2 separate regions of the Sus scrofa genome follow, and region 2 is linked to region 1. A link is a contact called in public HiChIP or PLAC-seq data. All regions are on one chromosome and are shown on one strand. The core of a region is the stretch at or near the end of the contact, and the rest is flanking DNA. Distances in the headings are between cores, read along the strand shown. Region 1 holds the start of IQCD (IQ domain-containing protein D). Region 2 holds the start of SLC8B1 (sodium/potassium/calcium exchanger 6, mitochondrial).

Region 1 (4,438 bases), core at 901-3,400:
GGGTTCTTAACCCACTGAGCCACAACAGGAACTCCTAGAATACTTCTTAAAGTGATGTCCAAAGTCACAGAGCAAAAACGCTCATTCTGAACTCCCAATTCAAAACAGTCCAAATGAGCCTGTTACAGTTCCTATTTATACACGTTCCCATTTCCGCTGAGGACCAAAAGCAAACACTCAGCAGATCAGACAACAAGAACTTTGAACTTGAAACCAGCAGCAGGTTCCTTCCTCAAACTGTGGCCTTCTGATCTTGATCAAGTTTGCCTCCAAACTAAATGAATGGCAATCCAGCAATTTACTTCCTTCATAAGTCACCACAACAATCAGGAGCAGGCCCCTGTGCGTCAATATCTTCTCACAATTAGGCAAAGTGAGCACTATTCTTTGCTGCTAAGCCTGCAGTGCTCTGCCTAGTAAACTTCCTGTGAGATTTTTTTTCAAGTTTCCTCCAGATCTGGGGATTAATTTTACTTTTAAATCTCAGCAGTGGGAAGACAGAAAAGGAAATCCCAAATGAGACGCTACCATTTGGCAGTCTTAAGGATTTTTTTTTTTCTTATTGGCTTAACTTTTTAATCACAGATAATTTCAAACACTCAAAAGTAGAGAGGCTATGTAAATGAACTTCCTTGTATTAATCACTCAGCTTGGACAATTCTTAACATCTTGTCATTCTGGTATTTTGAAGGCTGAAGTCAACTCACCAAGGTTTTTCTTAATTTTATCATCATTATAATAGCTTATTATAACTTATTTTAACTGTATGACTATGTTTATTTTAACTGCATGACTGCTTGCTTGCAATGGATGCATGAGTTCTGCAGCTCTCAGATGAAGTGATTTTTGCCTCTCAGGGGACACTAGCAATGTATGGAGAAATTTTTGATGGTCACAACTAGGGATGGGGGTACTGGTGGGCAGAGGCCAGAGATGCACCAAAACAACCTACAATACACAGCTGAGACCCATCAGAACCTAGAAATATGTAGCTCGAAAGGTGAATAGTGCTGCTGTTAAGGAATAAAGCTAATGTCTCCATTTCACAGGTGAGGAAACTAAGGCTTAGATGGGAAGTGATAGAGCCCAGATTTAAACCCAGGCAGTTTGAATTCTGGGACCTTCTCTGCTTAACCATTACCCTTCATCTCTTACCAGACCAGTTCCCTCATCCGAATTCGAGCCCATCATTTCACAGAGAGGGAAAAGTGAGGCCCACAGGAGAGAAGGGACTTGCCTGTGGTCACAGTGCAGGACTCCTGAGTCCTATCCCAGCGCTCCTGCGGGCTTTGCTACCCACTCTACCGAGTACCCAGAAGGGAAGGGTCACCCCTAGGACAGGTCCCAGGGAAAGAGGGCCAGCAGCCATCCCGCCATCTAGGAGTCTCTAGAGGGGTGGGTAGCCTGAGGGCGCCTGGGAAACGAGCAGATAAGGGAGGAGGGGAGCGAAGAGGAGTGCGAGCTCCTGCTCCACGTGCGCAGCCTTGCGACCCCTCTCCCCTTCCCGGGCTTTCCCCTGCTATACCCATGCGGGGGCCCCCAGACCAGGGCTGGAGGGAGAGAAGCCCATCGATGACTTCCCCACAGCCCTTCTGGGCCCGCCTGCCCGCCTCCCACATCCCTATGCCCAGCCGCAACCCCGCACTACGAGCCCCTTGACCCCTGACCCCTGCCCTTTCCCTCAGGCCACCCTTCGCACCCCTTGGATTCTTACACGCGCCGCCCCGGCAACCCGGACCGCGCGCCGGGGTCCGCACTGCGCAGCCCAGCCCGCCGGCGCCGCCGCCAAAGCCCCAAGCCCGGAGCTGTTGCAGCTGCAGCAGCCGCCGCAGCCACCGCCACTTCAGCCGCCGCCACCACAGCAGCTGCGCCAGCTCTCCCATCCACCGCCTACTGTCCTCTCCACCCCCGCCGGCCCCGCCCCATTCCCCGTTTGCTGCGGCCTATTGGCTATCAAGCTGTCATGGTGCGCTCTGACTGGTCAAGCCTCAAGTCCTTCGCAAGTTCTTGCCCTCTGTTAATGCAGAACTCTCTGCCCGCCTCCTCGAGGAGAGGCGGGACGAAGAAACTCCGCCTCTTTCCACTACCCATTCTCCCCTCCTTACTCATTGAGTCCAACCCGGAGGGTTCGGGCCTTCCAATTGGTGGAGGGTTAGAGAGGTTGTGGTTCTGATTGGTCAGTCCAAAGGAGGTGGAGCGAACTGAGCGGAATAAGGAATGGAATGGCGAAAAGGAAAGTCAATCAGACTCCGAGTCCCGCCTTCTGAGGTTGGCGAGTAACCTAGCAACGCAGGCACCTAAGTGGTAATCACTTAGTAGAAAAACTGAAGCCCTTGGAGCAGGTGAGTGACCCCGTGGGGAAGGGCTGGATTTGATGAGGGGGGGGGAATGTCGAATGGAGCTCTCTATCCTTTGGTTTTCTTAGGAATCAGTAGTCCCCCACCGGCGAACCTGTCCCCGCCTCAGGACCCTGCTCTCCAGCACTGGCCCCAGTCTGGATCTCCACTTGTCCACTTCATGGTCCCACTTCCTCATCCGTAAAACGTGGATGATACTAGTCAAGTGGAGTCAAATCAAGTTTAATTACTTTCAAGTCAGACACAGGTGCTAAGGGTCAGAGAGTGGTTTATGAGTCCTCTTACTTTCCACTCAACGGCTGTACATCCCAGGGTGAGCATGCAATGAAAGTGAATGTTTAGATAATTTTGATTATACCAAGTCTATGCTAACTTTAGAACTTCACTCCCGGCTGGGTACCTAATATATGATTTTATTTACATACTTAAGACAAAGGGTTTGTTGTGAGAATTAACCAAGGTAGAAAGTAAAACAGAGGTTTAATGGGGGCTAGAGGAATGGGGAAGCAAGAAGTTATTATTTTTGAAGTTATTATTTAATGAGTATAGAGTTTCAGTTTGGAATGATGAAAAATTCTGGAGGTGGATGGTGGTGATGGATGCATATAGATGTGAATGTAATAACCTCATGCCACTGAATTTAAAATGGTCACAATGGACCCCCTTGCTGTACAGTGGGAAAATAAAAAATATATATATTTAAAAAAAATAAAATAAAATGGTCACAATGGTAAACTTTATGTTATGTATATTTTACCACAATGATAATTTTTAAAAGCAGCTATAGGACTTCCCTTATGGCTCAGCAGCTTAAGGATCCAGTGTTGTCACTGCAGCAGCTCGGGTTGCTGCTATGGCATGGGTTTTATCGCTAGCCTGGGAACTTCCACATGCCACTGCTGGGTACTGCCAGAAAAAAAAAAAAGAAAAGAAACAGCTGTAAAGCTGGATAAAACTATCTAGTGCTATTTTAAAACTCTGCAAATCAACCAAAGGCATACAGCAAACTGAGAGCTTTTATTCATAAAACTACTGAACTTCAAGTTTGTGCTGTACTTATGTAAGACTTCTCTGATTTCCCAACCCCCAGTTCTATTGGCATAATAATTCAACCAGGGCAAGTAGCCCTGGAAAACGAATAGTTTCACTGTCACTGTCTGATGGGGCTCCCTTGATCTGGAGGATTGCAGGCTAAACTGGCAATCTTGGTGGGAAGAGAACAGGGGAGGCCAGCAGCTCTAGCAGTCCAAGGTTGTAGTCCTATTTATTGCAAACAATAGGCTGAGAAAGCTCAGAGTTCTGGGGAATAAGACAGCCATAGAGGGCTTGATGAACTTTCTCTATATCCTGGTTGAGTAGAGGTTATGCACAGGTGTAGCAGAGACCAGAGCTAGCCCAAACCACTTAGACATCCCTGGCCTTTGGAGCCTTATAGAAGTACATGCTAAGTGTGTGCTGCCCTTGTCAGTGAAGAATAGAAGCCTTACTGGCTCAAAGTTTGAGCACACCTCTAACTGATTTTTGGCCAGATATTAAACTATGTGGATGCCAAGGCGACCCCAAGGAAGCCAGGCTTAAAAATAAAAAATATGGAGATGTTCCCATTGTTGCTCAGCAGGTTACACCCAACTAGTATCCATGAGGATGTGGGTTTGATCCCTGGCCTCACTCAGTGGGTTAAGCATCCAGCCTTGCTGTGAGCTGTGATGTAGTCTGCAGACTCAGCTTGGATCCCAAGTTGCTATGGCTGTGCCTAGCCTGGCAGCTGCAGCTCTGACTGGACCTCTAGCCTGGGAACTTCCGTAAGCCAGGTGCAGCCCTAAAAATGAAAACACACACACACATATATGGAAAAAAAAAATAAGCAGAAACATCAGTGGCTGCACATTGTGGAGGAGACCAACTTGACAAATTGAATCCAGGAAATAATTACGAAACACCCAAGTGAAACAAAAATGAGAAAAACAACCATTAGCAAGAAAAAAATACAGAGTTTCTCCAAATAAATAATCTTCCCTCTTAAATTTCTAGTGTTCCATAAAAATTGTGAGATGTGTGTAAACATACTCAGGGGGAAAAAA
Region 2 (4,438 bases), core at 523-3,022, 110 kb before region 1:
GGCATCCGGGGCGGGGGGCTCAGAGGGAGAGAGGTGTGGCTGGGGGTAACCTCTCCACTTCTGCGGTCAGAGTGGGAGAGGGTGGAGGTGGGGATAAAAGATGAAGTCAGAAAAGTGGGCTCGGGCTGGACATGAAGGGCCTCCATCTCTGGGCTCAGTTAGACCTCAGTCCTGAAGGTGATGACACACTTTGAGAGAGGGAAGCGGCGGGACTAGATGTGTGCAAAGTGTGGAAGTGGAAGCAAGGCTGTTGGAGCGGCTTGGGAGGGCTGAGCCGCCCTCAGTTTCAGCATCCCCAGTTCCAGCCTTGGTGCCCTGCCACACCCCACCCCAATGGAAGGAAAGACAGAGAGGATCAGAACTTGCCCAGGAGGCTGGGAAACTGGAGAGGGGGGACTACATCTATCAGGGCGAGTAGATCACTAATGCCCCTGTTTTGACCTATTTGCCATATTCTTCTTTCAAAAGCCACACTACTAGGGAGTTCCCATTGTGGCTAGCCATTAACAAAACCGACTGGTATCCTTGAGGACACAGGTTCAATCCCTGGCCGCACTCAGTGGATTAAGGATCCAGCGTTGCTGTGGGTTGTAGTGTAAGTAGACCCAGCTGGAATCTGGCCTGGCTGTGGCTGTGGTGTAGGCTGGCAGCTGCCACTCTGATTGGACCCCTAACCTGGGAACTTCCATATGCCTCGGATACAGCCATAGAAAGAAAAAGAAAAAAAAGGAAAAAGAGAAAAAAAAAAAAAAAAAAGCCACCCTAATAGAGGGAAATGAACCCAATTAGGAGATCTCCCAAACAGGCATTTCAGGCAGGACAGCCGAAATATTGGTGTGTAAAACGGAGCGTTCCCTGCCTGGGATCTTCTCAAATACTTCTTAGCACTGATTACCAGAAGTATTTTTTTTTCAATTTTATTTCATTGGAGTTCCTGTCGTGGCGCAGTGGTTAACGAATCCGACTAGGAACCATGAGGTTGCGGGTTCGGTCCCTGCCCTTGCTCAGTGGGTTAATGATCCGGCGTTGCCGTGAGCTGTGGTGTAGGTTGCAGACTCGGCTCGGATCCCGCGTTGCTGTGGCTCTAGTGTAGGCCAGGGGCTACAGCTCCGATTCAACCCCTAGCCTGGGAATCTCCATGTGCCGCTGGAACGGCCCAAAGAAATAGCAAAAAAAAAAAAAAAAAAAGTCAATTTTATTTTATTTTATTTTATTTTTGTCTTTTTGCCATTTCTTGGGCCACTCCCACGGCATATGGAGGTTCCCAGGCTAGGGGTCGAATCGGAGCTGTAGCTGTCAGCCTACGCCAGAGCCACAACAATGCGGGATCCGAGCCGTGCCTGCGGGATCCGAGCCGTGCCTGCGGTCTACACCACAGCTCACGGCAACGCCGGATCGTTAACCCACTGAGCAAGGGCAGGGATCGAACCCTCAACCTCATGGTTCCTAGTCGGATTCGTTAACCACTGCGCCACGACGGGAACTCCCACCAGAAGTATTTTGACATCAGCGTGCCCACACCTCCCTTGGGAATAGAGCCCTTTAGTTTCACCTTATAATGAGCCTCTCCGATCTCCTACCGTTTATAACCATTAGGTTTCATCTCAGCGTCTGCTTTAGAGGCGAAAGCAGAACCGACAGGCAAGGGGCACTGAGAGGAGGAGAGTGGGGAAGACCCGCAGGACCTCCCAGGGGGCCTGTGCCTTTAAGGGAAGGGGCGGGACGAGCCCTTGGGGGCGTGGTGTCTGGGCGGGGTTGTTAAGGGGCGTGGCCGGCGCGGGGCTCGCCGGGGCCAAATCAGGGCCGAGCCTCGGAACCAAACTCAGACGCTGCAGCGGGCTGGGAGCTCTGGTCTGCTGCCGCGTCGAGGGCGGAAGGTCGGGCGGCGCCTGCCAGCGCGCTGGGACTGGAAAGGCCTCGAAGCCCGGCGGGGTCGAGGTGCGGAGTTTGCGGGTTCGAGGCCCAGCCCGAGGTAAGCGGAGCTTCCCCGCCCAGCTGGGCGCAGCAGGAAGACCAGGCACCCGAAGTTGAACTCAACGTCCGCGCAGATTGGGAAACGGAGTACATTGACCTTCCCGGGGTCTCGTACCTAGAAAGTGCAGCGGCAAAAGTGATTGAAGCCCGAGTTTCCTGACCTCTGCCTCTTCCTACCAGGTCTGCATATCTTCTGAGCCTCTGAGCACCTGGCCTCGGACAGGCGCACAGGCGGCGCTCCATAAATGCTTCCTCATGAATGAGTATAAGAAATCGGCCGGCCGGTAGAGAGGAGACACGTGCTGATCCTCAAGTTGGGGTACATCTGAGGCGCGAGCCCTTAGCGTTTGCTCCGACGCGCCACCATTTGTCTTCGTTTTACAGATGAGGAATCAGAGGTTCAGAGAAATGAAGTGACCTCTCCAAGGCCGCACAGCTCTTAAGTGGCTGAGACTGAATTGCGGAGCTGGAGTATCTCGCCCCAAGTCTCTGCCAGGTGCAGTTACGGAGAACAACAGGAGGGAGGAGGCTATCAAAGGTGAGTTGAGAGTGCTGGGGCTGGTCCTTCCGCCCCCTTTTTTCCATCCCCACCGCACCCCCGCCGCCAACCTCTTCCTCCCCTCTTCTGCCCCTGCCAGGTGAGCAAAGAATTAAACAAACAAAAAACCCAAAGCAAAATGTTTTCTGGGCTTTGTTTTCCTTGAAGCCAAAACAAAACATGCTCATCTACAACATGTGGAAGAGCCAAAAGGAGGAAATTAGTGTGCCAAGGACTCTTTTTTTCTTTCCTGTTTAATTTCTTTGGAAGAAAAGCAAAGCTGGTTTTTCCCTGGTGCTGAGGGAAAAGACAGAGCTAAAGTTCAGCCCCACTCTGCTGCTAACCCGCTGGGTGACTTTGAGCAATTCACTTCCCCCAGGACCTGATTTCCCCATTAGAGGAGTTATTGGCCTAGGTTTCCTTGGAAACACTACCAGGGGCTCAGGAAGAAGGGCTAGCCAATCTGCATGCTGATTGAGTCAGGCCCATCCAGAATATGGGTTTCTACACTGGCTCTCCTTTGGTGAGGGGAGGAGAAAGGACAGTTTTTCAACTGAAAAAGTTTTCAGGGCCTTCCTGTTGGGTCCTGCAGTCATGGGTTGACACCATTTCTCTCTCTCTCTCTCTTCTACCTTATAGGCCATTGGAGGTGCCAGCTGTTTGAAACGAAAACGCCATAGAAAGGGAAGAAGAGGGTGAGGGCCAGGCCCCTTGGGGCTGATGGCTGGAGGACTGCTGAATCTGTGCTGGGTGCTGAGTGTGCTCCAGGTGCTGCTGATGGTGCAGACAGTGTCTGGAGCCAGGGGCCCATCTACAGGGCCCCGCGGTAGCTCCCAGTTTCCAGCCTCAGGTGTGAACCAGACCCTCCTGGTAGATGTAAGTATCCAGGCAAGACAGTGGCATCAGGTGGGGGGTATATTCAAGTATTTATTGAGCATTTACTATGTACCAGGCACTGAGCTGAACCCTGAGATATGCCAGGGAATATATACTGCAGACAAAAGTCCCTGTCCTCATGGAGTGAAGTCTCCTGGGAGGATGGATAAAGAAGTAAACATATAAATTTCAGTTGGTAAGTTGCTAAGCACTCTGCAAATAATAGAATAACGTGACACTGGGGAGTGGGAGCCATGAGAGAGAGGGATTGTTTCCAGCTATTTCAGATTGGATGATCCCAGATGGCTTCTGTGAGGAAGTGACCTTGAGCCAAGCCCTGAATGGAGAAAGGAAGCCACTTAGATAGACATCAGGGGGAAGAACATTCCAGGCAGACAGAATATAGCCCATGCAAAGTCCCTGAGGCAGGAATAAGCTTAGTGGGTTTCTGAAGCAGGGAGGAAGCCAGAATGGCTGGAACTGGGTGAGTGAGCCGGAGAGTGTTCAGAGTGAGGATGGAGGTGTTCCTGCTCTGGTGAAGTGGGTTAAGAATCCGACAGCAGAGGCTTGGGTCACTGTGGAGGTGTGGGTTTGATCCCCAGCCAGGTGCAGTGGATTAATGGATCTCAAGTGGCCACAGCTGTGGCATGGGTCACAGCTACAGCTCAGATTCAGTCCCTGGTCTGGAAACTCTCATATGCTACAGGTGTGGCCATTTAAAAAAAGAAAATGAGGATGGAGCTATAGTGGAGGTCAGATTACAAAAGATCTTACAGGCTGAGGCTAGGAGGTGGGATCTGTTTTATGACATGAGGGAGCCAATGGAAGGTTTTAAGCAGAGTGTTGTCAAAATCTGATTTATTTCTTCAAGGGATGTCTCTGGCATCTCTGGGGAGAATGGATTGAGAGGGTTGAGGGCAGCAGGGAAGCCAGCAGAAGGCTCCTAAAACTACTGGGTCAGTGATGGTTGTAGGAGAGGAAAGAAGTTGTGGGATTTGGAGCAACATATACTGACAGGTTAGATGGAGGGGCATGGTGGTAGAAGAAAGA

Evidence for each region. HiChIP or PLAC-seq counts read pairs in DNA pulled down with a chosen protein or histone mark.
Region 2: an H3K27ac HiChIP or PLAC-seq map of alveolar macrophages shows a contact between it and region 1. The contact joins the promoter of SLC8B1 here to the promoter of IQCD in region 1. A contact is called at or near these places in 11 of 47 Hi-C or Micro-C datasets (adipocytes, liver, mesenteric adipose tissue and 3 more) and 2 of 2 datasets of contacts at active chromatin or transcription factors (alveolar macrophages and skeletal muscle).

The regions. Positions count from the first base shown.
Region 1 is chr14:38,696,161-38,700,598 of Sscrofa11.1, reverse strand. It overlaps IQCD (IQ domain-containing protein D), which reads left to right and starts at 2,150. Exons shown (of 4, transcript XM_021073274.1): 1 at 2,150-2,342. TPCN1 (two pore calcium channel protein 1) reads right to left here and starts at 1,919. Exons shown (of 28, transcript XM_021073264.1): 1 at 1,715-1,919.
Region 2 is chr14:38,805,595-38,810,032 of Sscrofa11.1, reverse strand. It overlaps SLC8B1 (sodium/potassium/calcium exchanger 6, mitochondrial), which reads left to right and starts at 1,772. Exons shown (of 17, transcript XM_021073269.1): 1 at 1,772-1,972; 2 at 2,359-2,512; 3 at 3,152-3,388. The coding sequence starts at 3,233.